Linked DNA regions of Mus musculus: all the other regions are linked to region 2. The links are chromatin contacts, called in public Hi-C and HiChIP or PLAC-seq maps. All regions are on one chromosome and are shown on one strand. Each heading gives the region's core, a stretch centred on a gene start, on an enhancer-like site or on the middle of the called end of the contact. The rest is flanking DNA. Distances are from core to core; before and after follow the strand shown. Region 1 overlaps Gm34442 (a long non-coding RNA gene). Region 2 has its middle 53 kb from the start of Gm34757. Region 3 overlaps Gm34500 (a long non-coding RNA gene).

Evidence for each region. HiChIP or PLAC-seq counts read pairs in DNA pulled down with a chosen protein or histone mark. A called contact is a pair of places that touch in the nucleus more often than the background predicts.
Region 1: a Hi-C map of CD8 T cells shows a contact between it and region 2, with 3 times the contacts expected there. The contact joins two enhancer-like sites. A contact is called at or near these places in 7 of 484 Hi-C or Micro-C datasets (CD8 T cells, the HL-1 cell line, the N1E-115 cell line and 3 more), 1 of 115 datasets of contacts at active chromatin or transcription factors (effector CD8 T cells) and 1 of 9 other capture datasets (bone marrow-derived macrophages).
Region 3: a contact with region 2 is called in a RAD21 HiChIP or PLAC-seq map of pro-B cells, with 6 times the contacts expected there. The contact joins two enhancer-like sites. A contact is called at or near these places in 1 of 15 datasets of contacts at CTCF or cohesin (pro-B cells) and 1 of 115 datasets of contacts at active chromatin or transcription factors (large pre-B cells).

Annotation. Positions count from the first base shown.
Region 1 is chr14:70,796,894-70,800,034 of GRCm38.p6, forward strand. All of the region lies in intron 3 of Gm34442 (a long non-coding RNA gene), which reads left to right. Among named protein-coding and RNA genes, the nearest start is that of Gm34442, 8.9 kb to the left of the region's middle. Within about 2 kb of position 1,833, at least 78 of the 459 cell types and tissues checked have an H3K27ac peak or open chromatin away from gene starts, as enhancers often do. A contact at or near this core is called in CD8 T cells and effector CD8 T cells, where this site is marked.
Region 2 is chr14:71,112,207-71,115,560 of GRCm38.p6, forward strand. No RefSeq gene overlaps it. Among named protein-coding and RNA genes, the nearest start is that of Gm34757, 53 kb to the right of the region's middle. Within about 2 kb of position 1,550, at least 10 of the 459 cell types and tissues checked have an H3K27ac peak or open chromatin away from gene starts, as enhancers often do. A contact at or near this core is called in CD8 T cells, effector CD8 T cells and pro-B cells, where this site is marked.
Region 3 is chr14:70,831,454-70,834,855 of GRCm38.p6, forward strand. The region is part of intron 2 of Gm34500 (a long non-coding RNA gene); the gene reads right to left. Among named protein-coding and RNA genes, the nearest start is that of Gm34500, 17 kb to the right of the region's middle. Within about 2 kb of position 1,463, at least 17 of the 459 cell types and tissues checked have an H3K27ac peak or open chromatin away from gene starts, as enhancers often do. A contact at or near this core is called in pro-B cells, where this site is marked.

The DNA.
Region 1 (3,141 bases), core at 583-3,082, 320 kb before region 2:
TTTGTGTCCCACAAAATGTAGAGACTGACCATTGCATGCACAGGGCTGTGGAGGGTCAGTTGGATTTGCAGACTCTTTCTTGTGGTTTATGCTGGTGTTGAGCTTGTCTTGGACAAAAGTGATACCTACCAGAGCTATTTGTTATCCAAACTTCTTTATGTAATAGGGGAATCTGCTGGCCACACTTAGCTTTAGTCTGTAAGCTGGGCCGGTTCTCTTATACACTGGATATATGCCTAAACTCCTTGTCCCTGGCAGGGGACGGGGGTGACTAATATTCTTACTTAAAGGGTGTTTTCCCAAGTGGAAGTAACCCCAGTACTGTGATCTGTATAAGTGAAAGACAAGTCTTTGTGTTTTCAAGATGTTCCAAGTATTAGTCTCCCTGATGAAGGGAGGAGATGCACTTTGGAGTTCTGAACTGAATGGCAGATGGCCGACTCTAGAGGTTGATTCTGTCTCTGCCCTCAGGCTCAAGGCTACCAAGTTCTAATGTTAGCCTCAGTTAACAAGCTCTGTCCCAGCCATTGAGCACAGGGACATACATTACTCTACCGTGAGCAGAGCCTCCTGCCGACTGTACTTTCCGGCTGGTCAGGGTCTAACCCTCCTGCTCTTTATAACTGCCTCTCAGGGCTGGTCTCAGGGCAGGACAGATTTGTGGTCTGTTCTTTGGTCTCTCAAGATAGCTTAGTTTCCTCAGTTTCATAGATTAGGACCGCTATGTAGATGGTGGCTAGCCACTGTCCTGCTAATCATACAGAATGACACGAAGGGGTTCTGCACCACTGCTGACCCACATGCTGGAGGAAGTTCTGCTGCACCGAAACTCACAACTGTGTGAGGTTTGTGTGGGCTTGCCACCCACTCTCTTTCCTCTTAGGCTGCCTGGCTGACTTCTGGATAGGTTGTCTGTTTTCCCTTCCTTGCCAGGGAACTATACAACCAGGGCAGTGTTCAGCTTGGCTTCTTTTTAGTTTGTGGTCCATCTTTTTCTTGGTATTTTCGCTCTTTTAGCCCAACTTTGTGGATTGTGGAGGCTCTTTTCTTTCTTTGGAGCATTCCTTTTCCACTTCTTCCTTCTGTTTTCCTCCCTCCTCCTACCTCTCTTCCCCTCCTTTTCTTCTTTCTTTTTTTTTTTTGAGCTAGGGTCTGGCTGTCCTGGAACTCACAGAAATTAGCCTGCTTCTGCCTTCTGCGTGCTGGGATTCTAGGACTGCACTACCACACCAGATCCAGTCTGTTCTTTTATATAGTGATGCTTCTCCCTAGATAGATGCTCTGGATCTGACTGAATTTGAAGCACCTCATTCTGTTGTTGTATTGAGAATAGGCTTTTTTTTTGGGGGGGGGGCAAGTGTCGAAGCATAGAGGGGCCACTGTAGTAAACCAGGCAACATGGTGTTGGTAAATATCTGGGTGACTGTAGTGAGGTGGTAGATGTTGAGAAATGATGCTTGCTGGTTGCATTCATTGTGAGGGTGATTTTTAGGCAGGGGAGAATGGAGCAGCACTGATTGACAGGGGAAGGCGGAGGGAAGAATTGACCTGTAGGGGAGATTCAGGGATCACACTTAAGATGTGGTTTCCAACTGTCTATGGTGGCTGAGCAGTAACCAGTGTGAGTCTAGTACTCAGGAGAGCCTGGGCTAGAGTTAGGAAGATGGGTGTTTCTTAGTATTTAAAGGTCACAAGACATTGAACTTACTCTGAAAGTGTTGTTTGTCAAAAAGATAGTAAATCAAAGGATAGTCCCTGGGGTTGTGTAGTCAGCAGGGTTGGCCAATCAGCAAGAACAAGAGAGCAGTGTAGTCAGCAGGGCCAGGATTGACCAATCAGCAAAAACAGTAGAGAGGGTGTGACCTGCAATATGAGAGAAGGACAGTGAGATGCACAGAAGATGTAATCCTTCTGCTCATTGGCTGTTGGTGCTGAGTCATTTCAACAGGAAGAGAGGCAGAGTGCAGAGCCACAGAAAAACATCATGGGCTGAGGAGGGAAGGGAAGATCTGCGGCAAGTTTGAAGAGAAAAGGAGAGGGGAGGCTAAGGGAGGAGAGGGGAGGGGAAAGAGAGGGAAGGAGAGAAAAGAAAAGAGAAGGGGCTTCCAGGAGAGTGGTACAAAGGTTCATATGACCAGTAGTAACTCCAGAATTTCTTTAAAAAATTTTTATAGCCATATTTTTAAAATGTGGTGTATATTAGCTACTTTTAATGTTGCTGTGATAAAATACTATTATCACAATGACTCAAAGGAGAAACTTTGAGTTGGCTAAGTTTCCAGAGGGAGAATCCATCATGGCGGGAGGGCCTGGCAGTAATCGGCAGGTACACAGCAAACAGCAGTAGCAAGCTGTGAGGTCATATCCTCAGTCATAGGTGTGAAGCAGAGGGTGGCCGGAGTGAGACTTTTTTTTTTTAAAAATTTTATTTTAATTTATTTTAATTAGGTATTTTCTTCATTTACATTTCCAATGCTATCCCAAAAGTCCCCCATACCCTCCCCCCCCCCCAACTCCCCTACCCACCCACTCCCACTTCTTGGCCCTGGCATTCCCCTGTACTGAGGCATATAAAGTTTGCAAGACCAATGGGCCTCTCTTTCCACTGATGGCCGACTAGGCCATCTTCTGATACATATGCAGCTAGAGACACGAGCTCCGGGGGTTACTGGTTAGTTCATATTGTTGTTCCACCTATAGGGTTGCAGATCCTTTTAGCTCCTTGGGTACGTTCTCTAGCTTCTCCATTGGGGGCCCTGTGAGCATCCACTTCTGTGTTTGCTAGGCCCCGGCATAGCCTCACAAGAGACAGCTATATCAGGGTCATTTCAGCAAAATCTTGCTAGTGTGTGCAATGGTGTCAGCATTTGGAGGCTGATAATGGGATGGATCACCAGGTATGGTCCATCCTTTCGTCTCAGCTCCAAACTTTGTCTCTGTAACTCCTTCCATGGGTGTTTTGTTCCCAATTCTAAGAAAAGTGTCCACACGTTGGTCTTCATTCTTCTTGAGTTTCATGTGTTTTGCAAATTGTATCTTATATCTTGGGTATTCTAAGTCTTAAGGCCCACCTCCATTGATATACTTCCTAAACCTCCCAACCTCCCAAACAGCATCACCAACTGGAGGCCAAAGGCTCTG
Region 2 (3,354 bases), core at 300-2,799:
CACTCACATCTGAAGAATTGGAGTTAGGAGCCATAGATGAGAGAGAAAATAAGATATTTGTCTTTTGGGGTCTGGGCTATCTCACTCAATATAATCTTTTTCAGTTCCAGCCATTTGCCTCTAAATTCCATAAGTTCATTTTTCTTACAGTTGAGTAGTATTCCATAGAGTAGACATACCACATTTTTACTATCATTTATCTGTTAAAAGGCTTTGAGGTTATTTCTATTTCCTAGCTATTGTGAGTAGAGTGATACCCACTACCTTTGAAAGCAATTCTTAGTGTGAAAAGATGTGCTAGAAGCTTCACCCAGCAAGTGATGGAAATAGATGCAGAGATCTACAGCTGAACATTAGGCAGAGCTTGAAGAATCTTGTGGAGGAGGGGGAGGAAGGATTGTAGGAACTAGAAGGTTCAAGTATTCCATAAGAAAACCTACAGAATCAATTAACCTGGGCCCATAGGGGCTTACAAAGACCAAGCTACCAACCAGGGAGCATACATGGGAGTGGCCTAGGCCTTCTGCATGTATATAACAGTTGTGCATCTTGGTCTTTTTGTGGGACTCCTAACAGTAGGAGTAGGGGCTGTCTTTGACTCTGTTGCTTGCCTTTCCCCTAACTGGGCTGCCTTGTCTAGCCTCATTAGGAGAAGATGCCTCAATACAGAAGTGGATGCTCATAGTCATCTATAAGATGGAACACAGAGGCCCCAATGGAGAAGCTAGAGAAAGCACCCAAGGAGCTGAAGGGGTCTGCAACTGTATATGTGGAACAACAATATGAACTAACCAGTACCCCCAGAGCTCATATCTCTAGCTGCATATGTAGCAGAAGATGGCCTAGTCAGCCATCACTGTGAAGAGAGGCCCCTTGGTATTGAAAACTTTATATGCCCCAATACAGGGGAATGCCAGGTCCAAGAAGCGGGATTGGGTGGAAAGGGGAGGAGGGCAGAGCGAGGGTATAGAGAACTTTCAGGATAGCATTTGAAATGTATATAAAGAAAATATCTAATAAAAAAGAAAATATCTAATTTTTTTTTAAAAAAGGAGAAGATGCCCCTAGTCTTAGTGTAACTAGATATGCTAAGGCTGGTTGATAGCTATAGGAGGCCCCTCCTTTTCTGAAGAGAAAGGGGGAGGAGTGGATGGGGGAGGGGAGGTGGGAGAGGACTGAGAGGAGAAGAGGAAGGGGAAACTGTGGTTGGAATGTAAAGTAAAATGAGTAATTAAAAAAAATGTGCTACTTCCTGGAGTGGAGGCAGAGTCTTTATAGTAAGCAACACTTTTCACCCTTCTGCTCTGATAAGGGACAGTGTCCAACTTCTGTATTGTTTTACAGAATTATTTAGATAACTGAATTATTTATTTAAAAACCAAACCCAAACCCACATTCCTACAGCTCTGGAGTCCGAAGAGTTCAAAGTCAAGCGGTCTGTACCTGCTAACGGTGTTTTCTGTGCATCGCCTTATAGCAGACGTGGGAAAAGCACGAGAATCCAAAGAGGAATCAGAAGGAGGCCACACTCTTCTTCTCACCCGGAAACCCCTCCCCAAATGATCAAGCCATTGCCAAGGTAATCCCCAGCAGCTCTACCCTCATGCCCCAGTCACCCTTTAAAGGTTCTATCACTTGACTCAACACATCGAGAGAATGAGGTTTTCAATGTCCAGATCACAGGCAAGGAACAATTAAAAACTTCTCCCATTTTCATGATGAGGGATGAAGACTATATCTGTGGGTATAAGTATACATGTTTATAGATTGTCGTTAAGAATTACGCTGACTTAATAAGCTAGTGGTTGCAGACTTCCTTCCAATAACTATAATTTCACTAGAACTGAGAAGTTAGGTTTGCAGTCCCAGTCATGGCCTCCCTCTTGTTGATTGGGTCTTAAACCCAAATATAGAGCCCTTGGTCACCACCAAGACATGTGTGCCTCTACTGTACCCTTAGATTACCAGGCCCGGGAGCTTGTTTACATGGTTCATAAGCATCATAGCTGTGTAGAATTACTGGTTGTCTCCTTCCTTTGGGATCTCGCATGGAGTCTTCTGGTACCCATGAAAGCAGGCCCTCAGGGAGGAGGCATTCATGTCAGTTCCAGCTCAGGTGTCTTTGAGTTCTGTTTCTGAAGTGCATGATGTCTTCAGCAGCAGGGGCTTACCTTATACCCATCAGGGGCAAGAAAGAGTAACAGCAGTAGCCTATATATTTGGGGAGTATTTTTGCAGCAGATAGAGAGTACTACAAAAACCAAACCAAACCAAATCAAACCAAACCAAACCAAACCAAACCAAACCAAACCAAACCAAACCAAAAACCAAAACCACCACTAATCAAAATCCAGAGTTGTAGATCTCAGTCCCAGTAGATTCGTCTACAAAACATTTCCATGCTTAAGGCTCAGGGACCATTGCAGAAAACGGGGTGGTAAGAATGTAAGAGCCATTTGCTGTGAGATTGTGTTTCCTAATAGCATCAGAATCTACACCCACAAAGTCTTACCAACATAATTGGCCAAATGTGAGCAAGGAGGACACCAGCGGACATGCCAAAGTGGATGGGGAAGAGCCCATGGGGACTCAACAGTACACAAGAAACTAAAGGCCACTAAGTAAAACTGAAACCAGGAAAGTTGGTCGTCCCGAGGGAAGACTGCAACCAGTTGGTTGCCCAGTGACAAATGATCAACCTTGAAAGCATACATACAAGTAACACTAAATGAACTCAACAAATTATATTTAGGAATATATATGTGTATAAATATATGCATGCAGTAACAATTTGTGAGGAAAACAGGCTGTGAATTTGAAGGAGACTATGAAGGAATATATGGAAAGGTTTGTAGGGAGGAAAGGGAAGGGCAAAATATAGTGATATCATAATCTCAAAAATAAAAGAAAAAGGACTTCATGTGAGAGACTCATAAAGTGATATAAAGCCCCAGGACTGTTTGTGCGCAAACAACAGAGCTTTAGAATCATCTAGAATAGTCTCACCAGTTCCATGGTACCTTGGCCCACCTCAGAGCTGTCACAGTGATAGCTCGTTCTTGCCCAATGTTAAGGCAGGACACGTTCCTTATCTTGGTCATGCATGATGCTAGCTAACAGATTCTGTGCTGTGGCTTTGTCTCCACAGTTATAAATCTCATAGCTTCTTACAAACAGCAGCTTGAGATCCAGTAGTGCCTGATGTTTGCCCTCCCCAGGGAGGCGAGTGAAGCCCCTCGTTGGATTCTTCTTCTCTGTCACTCTTAGTGTTTGCTCAGCACCCAGCCTTAGCAGCCAGCAGAATGCCTTGCTGGCTTTTTCCTCCACAGTTCTTTGAATGTTTAATAAATTCTT
Region 3 (3,402 bases), core at 213-2,712, 280 kb before region 2:
GGAATAATGCCAGATGAGAGCCTTTTCACCCTAAAAATCTTCGACTCCAGAAAAGGTTTCTGTTCTTTATAGTGGAATTTGGCAGACTGAGAAGCCAGCTCAAATAATTATGAATTTACTGAACTGAGTATGCATGTGTCTTATGATCCCTGTTTCTGGGAATGAATACTCGAGAGAGTCCTAGAGAGAGTCTCTCACCATGGGTGAAGGGGGCATATGGTGAATGCATTGAGTGTGCTGGACAGGATGAATAAGAGATAGAAGACCAGATCCATAGTGATGGGTGCTCACTATGGGATCCTGTGCAGTGTTAGAAACAGCAAGCCAGGTATGAGAGCAACAAGACAGTGGTGACTGATAAAAACAAAATGTAGAATAATAGTCACATGATAATACCATTTATGAACATCCAATACATTCAGAATGATCCTACATGGTTAAAAAAGATATATATGTTCTCAAAGAATGCTATAGGCATGTCTGAACAGATGCCTATATGAGGAGGAGATGAACTTGTATGGTGTTACTGCTACTTTTAAATGTCAACCTGCTACAACAACATAGAATCCTCTGGGATAACAGCCTGAATGAGGAATTATCTAGATCACTTTAGCTTATAGGCAGTCTTTGGGGAGAGTGTCTTAACTGTTAATTGACTCAGCCAATTGTGGGTGGCACCATTCCCTAGGCAGGGATGCCAGAACTGTAATGCATGAAGAGGGAGAGTCAGTTTTCTTCAGTAGCGAGGCCCCTGAAGGGCTGCACATGCACCAGTAGGTGGCTCTACACTCATGCATGTACTGGCAACACAGAGTGAATTCTGTGGGTTGAAAAACGGAAAGAAGAAAAGAACACATGGACTTAAGAGGGAGTAATGGTGTGCAGATAGAGGAGGAATCGGAGGGAAGGGAATGGGGCAGATTTGATCAGAACACATATGCATGTATGAAGATACTAATAAAAGAAAGAATTTGAGGGAAAAAAAAACTAAAGAATACTAGCTTCAACACAAAAGCAGAAGGAGCAAGCCGGTGGTATAGGCCCCTTTGTTTTTCTCTGCTCTCTGGATGTGGTGTGACTAGCTGTCTGAGTTCCTGCCTTGGCCTCCCTTCGGTGATGGACTTTTAACCTGGAGCTGTAAGCCAAATAACCTTTCCTCCCCCGTGTTGCCTTTTGTCAGGCTGTTTCATTACAGGGATGGCAATGAAACTGGAACAGATGGAGTGGGGACAGGGACGAAGGGGAAATAACAGGATACACTGAGGAGTCTTCCGCAGACGAGAAACACTCTGACAGTGTTGTACACCGGGAAAAAGCACAATGGCCTTGGCTCAGTGCAGATCTGGTCAAAAGTAAGAAAAGAGAAAGAAGCTGCTATTTCTCTGAAGATGGCTTAACGCTGGAGAAAGAGCCTGGCGTAAGAAGAGCAAACTGAACACCCAGAGGCGAGTGTTTGTCCTGAAACTGACTCTGATCTGGAAAATTGGCGCAACACAGTCCTGCCAGCCGTGCCCCTGTTACAGGGTGATCAGCCTGTCATGGGCATTCACAACCATCTGGTTTTCTTCATTTCCATTTGTTAACACTCTGGAAAGCTGTTAACACTTCTGAGGATGCGCATGCGCATTCAGCCGCAGGTCAGACTCAAGAGTGGGCTAGGCTGGTAGATGCTTAGGTACTTAGCTTGGCGTCTAGGCTCCCTTTTTGGAAAATAAGCAAGCTTTTTTTTCATACATAGCCCAAAGCAGAGAGAACAGGATCATTAACTCCTCTGTGTCTTTGTCTCTTCAGCCAGTATAATAACAGCGCCATAGGCTGAGACAACAACATTCATCTCTCATAACTCTAGAGCCTAGGAAACCTGAGATCAAGGGGCTGGCAGATACAGTGTCTGGTGAAGACTTGCTTTCTGGTTCACGGGTAACTATCTTCTTGCTGTGTTCAAACAAGGAGAAGGCGGCAAGCAAGCTCTCTGGGGACTCTCTTGTATAAACATTAATCTCACTGCTGAGGCTCGACCCTTTAGACTTTGTCACTTTCCAAAGATCCTGCCCACCGATGTTATCACACAGGGAGTTCTAACTTATGGATTTTGTAATAACAATCACTCAACTTTAGCATTTATCAACAGAAGAATGTTTAGAGGTTTTATTGGTAGGAGGGACTTGAGGATAAGAGTTTTTGGAAAACTAATTCCAAAGGCTTAAAAACTGCAATGTTAGGTGTGGTTATAATAACTCCACTTTTAGATCCAGTTTTTTTTTATTTATACTTTTTTATTTTTATTTACTGTCTTAATTGCTTTTCTGTTGCTGTAATAAAATACTGTGGCCAGGAGCAAATTATGGAGGTGTTTATTTTGGCTACAGTTCCAGGGGTAGGAGTCTGTAATGGCAGCAGAGGCATGGCAGTTGGTGGCTGGAACATGAAGCTTAGCTTGCACATCTTGGATATCTATCACACATTGAAGAACAGCTAACAGAAAGAAGAAACGGAACTGAAGTGGGCCAAGGATAGGAACTCCCGGAGCCTGCTTCAGTGACTGACTTCCTCCTTCAAGGCTCCATCTCCTAAAGGCTTTACAGCCTCTCCAAACAGCGCCACCAACTGGCAACCAATTGTTCAAATTCATGAACCTATGGAGGATATTTTCCATCAAACCACGGTGGTTGGTTTTGTGTCATGACAGCCAAAAAATAATTTAAGGGAGGAAAAAATATGCTCTGGCTCACAGATTCAGAATGCTAATTCTATGGTTGCTTGGACCCCATGCAGTTGAAAAGAAGGCATGAAAGCATGGTGGAGAATGGCTATTCAGAGTGCAAGACAGGCTAGGGATGATAGACCACTAAGACCCACCTCCCTAGGAAGTGGCCCACTTCTTCCCCCTCTCAAAATCTTGAGAACCTTCCAAAATAGTACCACCAGGTTGGGACCAAGCATCCAAAATGTGGGTCTCATAATCAAGCCATGGCAGATAACAAGACTTTATAAGGCTGATGATTAGTTCTATTGAGAGGATAACATGGGTCTTACTTGCTGGGTTCTATCTCTAAATACCTCTTAGAGAGAAGGGCCCAAGAGTACATCCTTCCTCCTATGAGTCACATATTGTCTTTCTTGGAACTTAGTGTTAGCTCTCCATGGTGTGTCCCACTTCATGGGAAATGGAGCAGTTTGGAAGGAAGCAACCCAGAAAACAGAAGTCCATACAGTTCCATCATGCCCATCTCAAACACTTCCAGCCTTGGCTCTCAGGCATGGCTCCAGGCAAAAACTCAGTGGAGGCCATGGTAGTAGGGTAGGTAGAGGGGTCTTTCAGGCTTTCTTGATTTCTGCCAGGTTTGTTTTTTGTTTGTTTGTTTTTGGCTGATTAGTTCATGTATGGAGTCCTATGGCCCC